Linked DNA regions of Mus musculus: all the other regions are linked to region 1. Evidence: chromatin contacts called from public HiChIP or PLAC-seq data. All regions are on one chromosome and are shown on one strand. Each heading gives the region's core, a stretch centred on a gene start, on an enhancer-like site or on the middle of the called end of the contact. The rest is flanking DNA. Distances are from core to core; before and after follow the strand shown. Region 1 overlaps Kirrel3 (kirre like nephrin family adhesion molecule 3). Region 2 overlaps Kirrel3 (kirre like nephrin family adhesion molecule 3). Region 3 overlaps Kirrel3 (kirre like nephrin family adhesion molecule 3).

The links. HiChIP or PLAC-seq counts read pairs in DNA pulled down with a chosen protein or histone mark.
Region 2: a contact with region 1 is called in an H3K27ac HiChIP or PLAC-seq map of VIP interneurons, with 3 times the contacts expected there. The contact joins two enhancer-like sites. A contact is called at or near these places in 4 of 39 promoter capture datasets (embryonic stem cells, hippocampal neurons and liver), 3 of 15 datasets of contacts at CTCF or cohesin (embryonic stem cells, pro-B cells and stem cell-derived epiblast-like cells), 30 of 484 Hi-C or Micro-C datasets (the AML12 cell line, the C2C12 cell line, the HL-1 cell line and 12 more) and 10 of 115 datasets of contacts at active chromatin or transcription factors (the NIH/3T3 cell line, VIP interneurons, astrocytes and 7 more).
Region 3: an H3K27ac HiChIP or PLAC-seq map of oligodendrocyte precursor cells shows a contact between it and region 1, with 7 times the contacts expected there. The contact joins two enhancer-like sites. A contact is called at or near these places in 1 of 39 promoter capture datasets (hippocampal neurons), 2 of 15 datasets of contacts at CTCF or cohesin (both in the NIH/3T3 cell line), 4 of 484 Hi-C or Micro-C datasets (cardiomyocytes, cochlea, olfactory sensory neurons and 1 more), 12 of 115 datasets of contacts at active chromatin or transcription factors (VIP interneurons, embryonic basal ganglia, embryonic forebrain and 7 more) and 1 of 9 other capture datasets (embryonic stem cells).

The regions. Positions count from the first base shown.
Region 1 is chr9:34,505,939-34,508,638 of GRCm38.p6, forward strand. All of the region lies in intron 1 of Kirrel3 (kirre like nephrin family adhesion molecule 3), which reads left to right. Among named protein-coding and RNA genes, the nearest start is that of Kirrel3, 19 kb to the left of the region's middle. Within about 2 kb of position 1,428, at least 12 of the 459 cell types and tissues checked have an H3K27ac peak or open chromatin away from gene starts, as enhancers often do. A contact at or near this core is called in VIP interneurons and oligodendrocyte precursor cells, where this site is marked.
Region 2 is chr9:34,941,329-34,944,139 of GRCm38.p6, forward strand. All of the region lies in intron 3 of Kirrel3 (kirre like nephrin family adhesion molecule 3), which reads left to right. All of the region lies in intron 9 of Kirrel3os (a long non-coding RNA gene), which reads right to left. Among named protein-coding and RNA genes, the nearest start is that of Kirrel3os, 65 kb to the right of the region's middle. Within about 2 kb of position 1,268, at least 21 of the 459 cell types and tissues checked have an H3K27ac peak or open chromatin away from gene starts, as enhancers often do. A contact at or near this core is called in VIP interneurons, where this site is marked.
Region 3 is chr9:34,985,038-34,987,737 of GRCm38.p6, forward strand. All of the region lies in intron 4 of Kirrel3 (kirre like nephrin family adhesion molecule 3), which reads left to right. It overlaps Kirrel3os (a long non-coding RNA gene), which reads right to left. Exons shown (of 16, transcript XR_003948304.1): 4 at 773-858; 5 at 1-107. Among named protein-coding and RNA genes, the nearest start is that of Kirrel3os, 21 kb to the right of the region's middle. Within about 2 kb of position 1,339, at least 61 of the 459 cell types and tissues checked have an H3K27ac peak or open chromatin away from gene starts, as enhancers often do. A contact at or near this core is called in oligodendrocyte precursor cells, where this site is marked.

The sequences.
Region 1 (2,700 bases), core at 178-2,677:
CCATCCAGGGGGCTAGACATGGGAATCTTTGGGGTCCATTCTTTGGTCTACTACCAACACTAAAGAAATAAACTTGGATGGGCTTTCCCACTCTGGATAAACATCCTGCCCATGTGGGAACTCTGCCTCAGTCTCCCTCTCTGTAAGTTAGAGAGAGAATGACACCCCTGCTCTGCCATTTATATCTATAAATAAAGTAGTTGTGGATTATTAAATAAAGGTTGTTGAATACGAAATGGTTATTATACTATGGATTGACATAAATTACGCCTGCATTATTCAATGGAGCCACTGCTATCGTTGAGTTCCGTAGGGGAGAGATTAGGGGAGCATCTATTAGATTCTGTAGTTAAATCGCACTAAATGGTTCTTAATAGCAATTGACTTTGCCTTCATTAGCATAGAGCAAGAGAACTCCCCCTTTAAAACACCATATACCCGGGGCCTCCTCCTGTCTTTGGAGTAATTGAAACGAAATAGAGATCCAGTAGCAACAACAGTGAGAGAGAAAGGAGAAATGCTTGCTGTGGTTTTCTGCGTTTGGTCTGCTGCAGTTAGGAAGAGGTTTGCCGCCTGTACTTAGCTTTTTCTCCCCAGGCTTGTGCTTGAGTGTCTGGCTTTTGAATGAGTATCTGGTGAAAGAAGGTGGGGAACTTGGACAGACAGGAAGGCTGAGAACTGGAGGACCCATTTGTTGGTCTGTCTTTACACTTGATGGAGCAGGGTAGAATATCAGGCATATCACAGGACCATTTTGCTCTTTGAATTCAGTCAATGTCCTTTAAAGTGGTCAAGAAGTCTGGTTCTTATTAGAGAGTGTTTTAGGAGGGTGAGACTTTAGCTCTCCCTGTTCAGGTGACCCACAGGTGCAAAAAGATTCCTGGGGAAGTTTGAGACCATGAAGCACCTTCTCTGAGACCTTGGCCTGTCAATGGCCAGAGGGGTCAGCTCTGCCTAAGCCAGATCCTAGACCTCCCAGAGTCTGAATATACCACAGTCAACCTTCCAACTCCACTCAAAGAGCCAGAGAGGGAAACAATCGGTATCTCATGGTAATGTCTTGAAATGGGTTTATAAAGGGTTCAGCCCTCAAAGGACCTGTGTCCAAGAAGGATTATTTTGCCACTAAACTGTCCCAGGTGGGAGCATCAAGAACAACTCCAGGCCTTGGGGCTTGGGGAATTAAAGGAGAGGGACAAACTCTGAAAATGATTATAATCCCATTATGCACAGCTTCTCCTATTTATTTCTTCATATGGATGAATTTGTATATATTTGCATTTTGTTCTATCTGATAATATGCATAGAATTCAAATTGAAATGACTTGAATAGATTTGAATATTAATGAGGCGTTTAAAGGCTGCCATCCCTGGCAGAGTCCCCAACAAGGGAATGTGCCAGGCAGAAGCTCAGATCTGTCCTCCAGCATGCCAACAGAAGCCTGCAGGCACAGGCTGGGAAACACCCTGAGGATAGACTGCCCCTGGGGTAGAGCTGAAGGGTGCCCCAGTGCTCCGGGCCTGGACTCTTTCTACACTGAAGGGGCCATTGAGCTTGTGAGCCTTGAGGCCTTAGACATTCAGACACAGGTTAAATAGCACTGTAAAAGGCAAGCTATTTTCCAGACATGCTTAACTGATCTTCCCTCAGGGAGTCAGGTGGTAGGGAACAGGTTCTTTTCAGAGAACCTTTCTTCAGTGCCCCTAAAGGTGCTAGGCCTCTTCTTCTTACATCTAGAACACACATGATTCTTTTTTGTTATCTTCCAACTAAAAACAGCCATTAGACTGCATGCCCAATGTGGGTCTGAAGGCTACAGAACTCTGCTAAGAAGTCAGCCTATGTGTGTGCTCTTTCACAGCAGCATGTTAGCACTATTCAAGGGCCTGCTTTAGCCAAGGGCTGAACTTTAAGAATAAAAAGAGAGAATGTCTTGTAAAACTAAAGCGACCATTATAATTCAACTGGTTATTTTCTTTTTAAGTTTAAAAAAAAAAAAGGGTAATAGGTCATTCCAAGATGTGGGTCTGTGATATGAAGCTTTAAACATTAAAGTCTGCATCAAAAATTTTAGGCCATAGATAGGTAGGTAGGTAGGTAGGTAGGTAGATAGATAGATAGATAGATAGATAGATAGATAGATAGATAGATAGATAGATAGATAGATGTGTGTGTGTGTGTGTGTGTGTGTGTGTGTGTGAAGACATTGTTTATAGTAGCATTTTCTTAATTAAGGTTTCTATTGCTATGAAGAGATACCATGTTCACAAGTAACTCTTATAAAGGAAAACATTTAATTGGGAGCTGGTTTAGAGTTTCAGTGGTTTAGTCCATTATCATTATGGTGAAAAACATGATGGCCATGCAGGCAGACATGGTGCTGGAGAAGGAGCTGAGAATTCCACATCTTGATCTGCAGGCAGGAAAAGGAGACTGTGAACCACACTGGGCATAGCTTGAGCATATAAGACTTTAAAGCCTGTCCCAACAATGACCCACTTCCTCCAACAAGGGCACACCTACTCCAACAAAGCCACAACTCCTAATGTGCCATACTCTCTATGGGTCTATGAGGGGCCATTTTATTCAAACCACTACAACCAGGTAGTTATTTAAATAGTATTAATGTTAGCCTATAGAGAGCTAAATATACTACATTCATTTCTAAAAATTATAACTTCTTGGCGATCCTTAAGTTG
Region 2 (2,811 bases), core at 18-2,517, 440 kb after region 1:
GTATGTGTGTGTGTGTGTGTGTGTGTGTGTGTGTGTGTGTGTGTTATGTGTATGTATGCATGTGGCTTTTATTGATGTTAAGAGACACCATAGTCATAGCAACTCTTACAAAGTAAAGCTTTTAACTGGGGCTGGCTTACAGTTTCAGAGGTTTAGTCCATTATCATCATGGTGGGAAGCATGACAGCATGAAGGTAGACATGATGCTGGCAAAGAGCTGAGAGTTCTACATCTGGATCTTCAGGCAGCGTGAAGAGAGTGACACTGAGCCTGGCTTGAGCATTTGAAACCTCAAAGCCTGTCCACAGTGACACACTTCCTCCAGTAAAACCATATCTACTCTAGCAAGGCCATACCCCCTAATAGTGCTACTGTCTACTGAGCCTAGGGAGGGATTTTCATTCAAACCACCTTTATAGAACAGGCTAGAGGTCAATGTTGGCTGTCTTCTTCAGTCTTTACCTAATTTTTGAGACATGTTCTCTCACTGAACCTGGAGCTTACCAGTTGGCCAGACTGACTGGCTGGCAGACTGACTGACTGACTGACTGACTGACTGACTGACTGACTGATAATAAGCCCCAGGGATCTACTGATCTCTGTTCCTTGGCCCCAGCACCACCACACCCAACTTTTTGGGTGCTAAGGATCAGAACATGAATCCTCACACTTACAGTGAGCCATCTCCTTCACTCTGACATCATTTGTATTTAAATTAGCATGTATAGGATAGGGTGACATGGTAGCCAATACCTGTAATTTTAGCACTTGGGAAGGTCAGTGCAAAACTGACATAAGTTCAAAGCCAGCTTACATAGATTATCCTGTTGAAATCTTCACCTGTGAGACCCCCACTTTGCTGATAAGGAAGCTGAGATCCAACAGAGCTAAAGCTTCCAGAACATGGAAGAGATAAGCGGGAGTTTGGACCTACACACCGTGACTAGTACCTAGATGCCCTGAATCTTTGCCTCCTTTGAGACTACAAAGCAAGGGTACCATAGACAGAGCTACAGATTCCTCCGAAGCTGCGCTCCTGTGTGTGTTTTCCACAGAAGCTGCCAGTCCTGGAGATAGCATCGAAGCTCCCTGCCTAATTAGGCAAATACAAACAAACCCATCACTGATGTTTTCCACAGCTCATGAGAGTGAAATCCTGCTGCTGATAGCTTGTAAGACAACAACAACAAAAAACTCCACAGTTCCATCCAAGATGCCTGCAGGGGACAGACCTAATTGCAGAACAGCAGGATGGGAGCTGGGCTGGAGGGCAGGGTGGACAGCTGCACAGAGGCCAGCAGCAGTTGGCAACCCTGCTTCGCTTGCTTGGGCTTGTCCCTTTGCCCATCAGAAGGCAGGCAAGTAAGTGGGAGATGGGTAGGCAGTGTCCTCCTTGGATGCATCTGATCCTTGGCATCATTTTTGGTTGGCCCAGCTTAGCTGTGGTGAGCAAGGTCCTTTAGTGTCATGATGAGAACAGTATGGTCTCAGGTGTAGAAGAGCTCACAGATCATGCTGCCAAGCCTTTTGAAAGACCATGGATCCCCACATCAGTGACCAAGGACAGGCACTGATGCGTCCTGGTACAGTCAGCCACCCTGTCCTGTCTCTCATCCACCCTTAGCTTATCCAGAATGGGCTCTGAAGAGAGAAAGCAACCAGGACAGAGCCAAAAGAAGGAGCCCATGCATAATCCCATAGCGCAAAGGCTATGGGGAGAGCAGAACTCAGGTGAGGGCGTAGATGGATAACATCCTGATAGGACAAATGAAGAGGCTTAGAGCCCAAGACCGCAGAGAGAGCAAGGGGCCGCCTATGGCCAGGGCTGCGGTCAGTGTTTGCATTCAGCCTCCTGGCCGCAGCAGCTGCTGAATGATTCATCGCCTTCAAACTTTTACTTATCTATTATTCATCACCAGTGTATATGCACTGAGGCCCCAAATTCCTAAGTGTCCTGAGTGCCTCCTAAGTGCTTAATCAGGCCCTGGGGCCTGGGGGTGGGAGTCAGGAATGCCCAGAAATGGGCAGGTATGGTGCCTTGTGCCCAGCTTTCCAAGATGTCCTGTACTCTTAGATTCCTGGAACAAAGCTCCTCTCCTGAAGTCACTCTTGACCCCTTCCAAGTAAACAAATCCCTAGTCCCTTTTCCTTCTGTTTTTCTCTTGCTTTCTCTTTTCTTTGTGAATCTTGGACTCTCTCTCCCTCCCTCCCTCCTCTCTGTCTCTCTCTCCTTACACCCTGTCCTCCCTGTCCTCATCCCCACTCTGCATTGCAAACACCACTGAATATGGATAGCATTTTCCTAGAGCCAATACCCATAGCCATGCCTGCCTGCTCAGCATGTCCTATGCTTTGTCTCTAACACTGACTTCCCACATTTTCCTTAGGCCTTAGAACCACCAGTGCAAACACACACACACACACACACACAGACACACACACACACACACACACACAAGTTAAAAAAGAAAGAGGGGGGAGGGAGAGGGAGAGGGGGAGGGAGAGGGAGAGAGAGAGAGAGAGAGGGAGGGAGGGAGGGAGGGAGGGAGGGAGGGAGGAAGGAAGGAAGGAAGGAAGGAAGGAAGGAAGGAAGGAAGGAAGGAAGGAAGGAAGAAAGGAAGGAAGGAAGGAAGGGGATTTTTTTTTAAAAAAAGGAAAGAAACAAAAGACTGGGGTTGTTGGGGGTGAATGGCCCTGAGAATTAGGGAAGGAACCAGTAAGGAAGCTACTCTGAGGAAGTCGTACTATAGACATAACGTTTCCAGTGTATTAGAGTCATCAGAAGGCCACCTGAGCTCAGCTCTACCCAGG
Region 3 (2,700 bases), core at 89-2,588, 480 kb after region 1:
AGTTCCTGGGGTCTCGTTATCAGCCCAAAGAGAGGAGTTGTATGGCAGCCAAAGGATCCAAAGTTCAGGACACCAAGTAGGCATGGGGAGAACAGAAGGATCAAGGGCTGTGGGATGGGAGAGGGCAAAAAGAAACATTGGCTAACCATTATATAGGGCTGTCACTGAGAGAACACAAAGAAAATTCTGAAGCTCTTTTGATGGTTGACTCCAGCTGCCCTTCTCCAGCTCTAGTCAACACTGGGACTCATGGTACAGCCCAGGCTGCTCCCCAATCCTTCCCCAGAGCTGCCAGGGCAGGAGCTGGGTGGACCCCTGAAAGAGGACGTATAGACTGTCAACAGTCAAACATCTCTGAGCTTAGCCTGCAGCCTCTCTCCAGCCTGTGAATCAGGCAAATTGGGGTTGCTGCCTCTTCTCTGCTAAGAAGCCTCAGGCTCCAAGGAGGCAGGCTACGAACCACTTCGAACATTAAGCCTCCTTAGCTCCAGCATCCTTCTCTCTAGAGCTTAGAGGTTCCTCCACAGTTGTCTATCCAGACCAAGGAAGAACTTTGCCCACCACTCCCCCAAATGTACCCTGAATGAGCACACACACACACACACACACACACACACACACACACACACACGGCAGGGAGGGAAGGAGGGAGAGAGAGAGAAACTATAAAAATATGGACCTCATAAAACAATGTCTGTGCTTCCTCCCAAGAGGATCTTTCACTACTTATTCAACAAATGTATATAGATGTCCCTGTGAGTTGGGTACTGACCTAGGCACAGCAATGCCACCAGGACCATGGCAGATAAGACCTTTCCTGTTCTTTGCCGTTCGTCGATGAAGAAGACAAAATGAGAACTGCAACAGAAAGCCATGGGGGTGTTACACAGGGTGACCAGAGCAAGCCCCTCTGGGGAGACGATGGCACCCTTATTGACCCTTATGCAGAGGGGCTGATGGGCCAGGGCCTGGGGACAAAGAAAGATGGGTGGACTGGTGTCTCATGGATACTAGGGATCATGGGTGAAAGTGTTTGTGGGCAACTCTAAGTGCAAGTCATGTTTCAAGTACAGTGTGGGAGCCCCAGAGGATTTGAGGTAGAACAGGGACAGGACGAATTCAAGTTTTGCATAAATGTCTCCATTATAGGATGGAGAATTCACTGCTGGTCAGTTAAAGATCAGCCCTGTCAAAGCCTAACTTCTGTGAGTTCCCCCCATGCTGGCTGAAAGCAAGAAGATGGCCTGGCTGGCTTCCCATCCTTCCTGCTGCCACACAAAGCCTTCTGTGTGGCTGTTGCTGACTCACAAGGCAGTTGTGCCCAGATGGCTGTCTGTGGAGCCAGCCATCTGGGTTGACATGGTATCTGAGGAATTCCTGGAAACCCAACCAGGAAACCACTTGGGTGACCAATGGGATGAAACATCCTCACTGTTACCCCAAGACAATGAATCTGGGCTGCTCTGGGGGCAGGGCTGAGTGGGGAAGGGGGTTGACCAAGCTGGTAAACCAAAACCAATGACTTAAATGAGCTTGACTCTATACAGTTGTCAAGCACAAAAGCAGTGAGCTGACAGCAGCCCAGAATGGGACAACAGTCCTCCAACCCTAGCCCTAGGCAGCCTTCTATCCAACTCATGTTGCAAGGGAAGAAACCTTGACCACAAGCTCCAGCTCCAAGTTCAAGGTCATCTCAGGGATAACTATAAGGTCCTATGGTGCTTCTAGATACAGAATCTTGTTGAATGGGGTGAGGGTGGGTGTCAGAGGGGAGGCTAGCTTAATATATCAACAAGTAGAAGCTTTACCTGCCTGGATGTGCCTTCCAAATCCTCTTTTCCTTCTTTGCTTCCTCCCTGATAACCTTGGGCTAGCCTTTTTCTCTTGGGCCTCAGTTTCTTTGTGTCCATGTAGAGTGGACTGTGTAATATCTCCCCATCCTATCCCTCCAAAGAGATGCCCTTGTTCTTTGTAGCAGAGCTCAGAGAGGGTTTTCAGGGGCTCCCCACCCACAGAGGGTGAGCGATAGATGCCTTACACTGCCCACTGTAGGGCAGGTGCCAGAGGAAAGACACTTCAGAAGAAGAGACCGAGCCTAGATGCTACCCAAACCCAGGGTGACAGAAAGGTCAACTACAAAGAGGCACCACCTCTATGATGAGGACCTGAATGGGAGTTTCTGCTCCCCTCTGTTCAAGGGGCCAGTTGGGTCAGGTATGTATGTTCACTCTGGTTGGCCCTGTGTGAAGCAGGCTCAAAACCAGAGACTGCCTGGGCTCCACTCGGGTCTTCCCCGGGTCTTCCCCAGGCCTCGGTCCCCCAACAGTTAATGCAAATTTAGTTCCTGACTGACAACAGGAGCAACACCAAAACAGTCAACTATTTTTATCTCCCGATTAATCACAAAAAGGCTAACGCTTCCACCTTCCTTGTGATTAAAAATTAGGAGACCAAACTCTATAGTGGTTCAGGATAATAACCAATCCTGTGAGGGGATGCATGAATAATGCATCTCCAGGCCTGGGCTTCTCTGAGACTTCCTCCCCTCCCCACATGGTCCTAGCAATGGGCCCCATCTGAATGGAGAGGTAATGAGTAGCCCCCTACACACACACACACACACACACACACACACACACACACACACACACACACACATCTCCCATCTGAGCTACAGCTGCCAAGTACGAGTGTTGATTT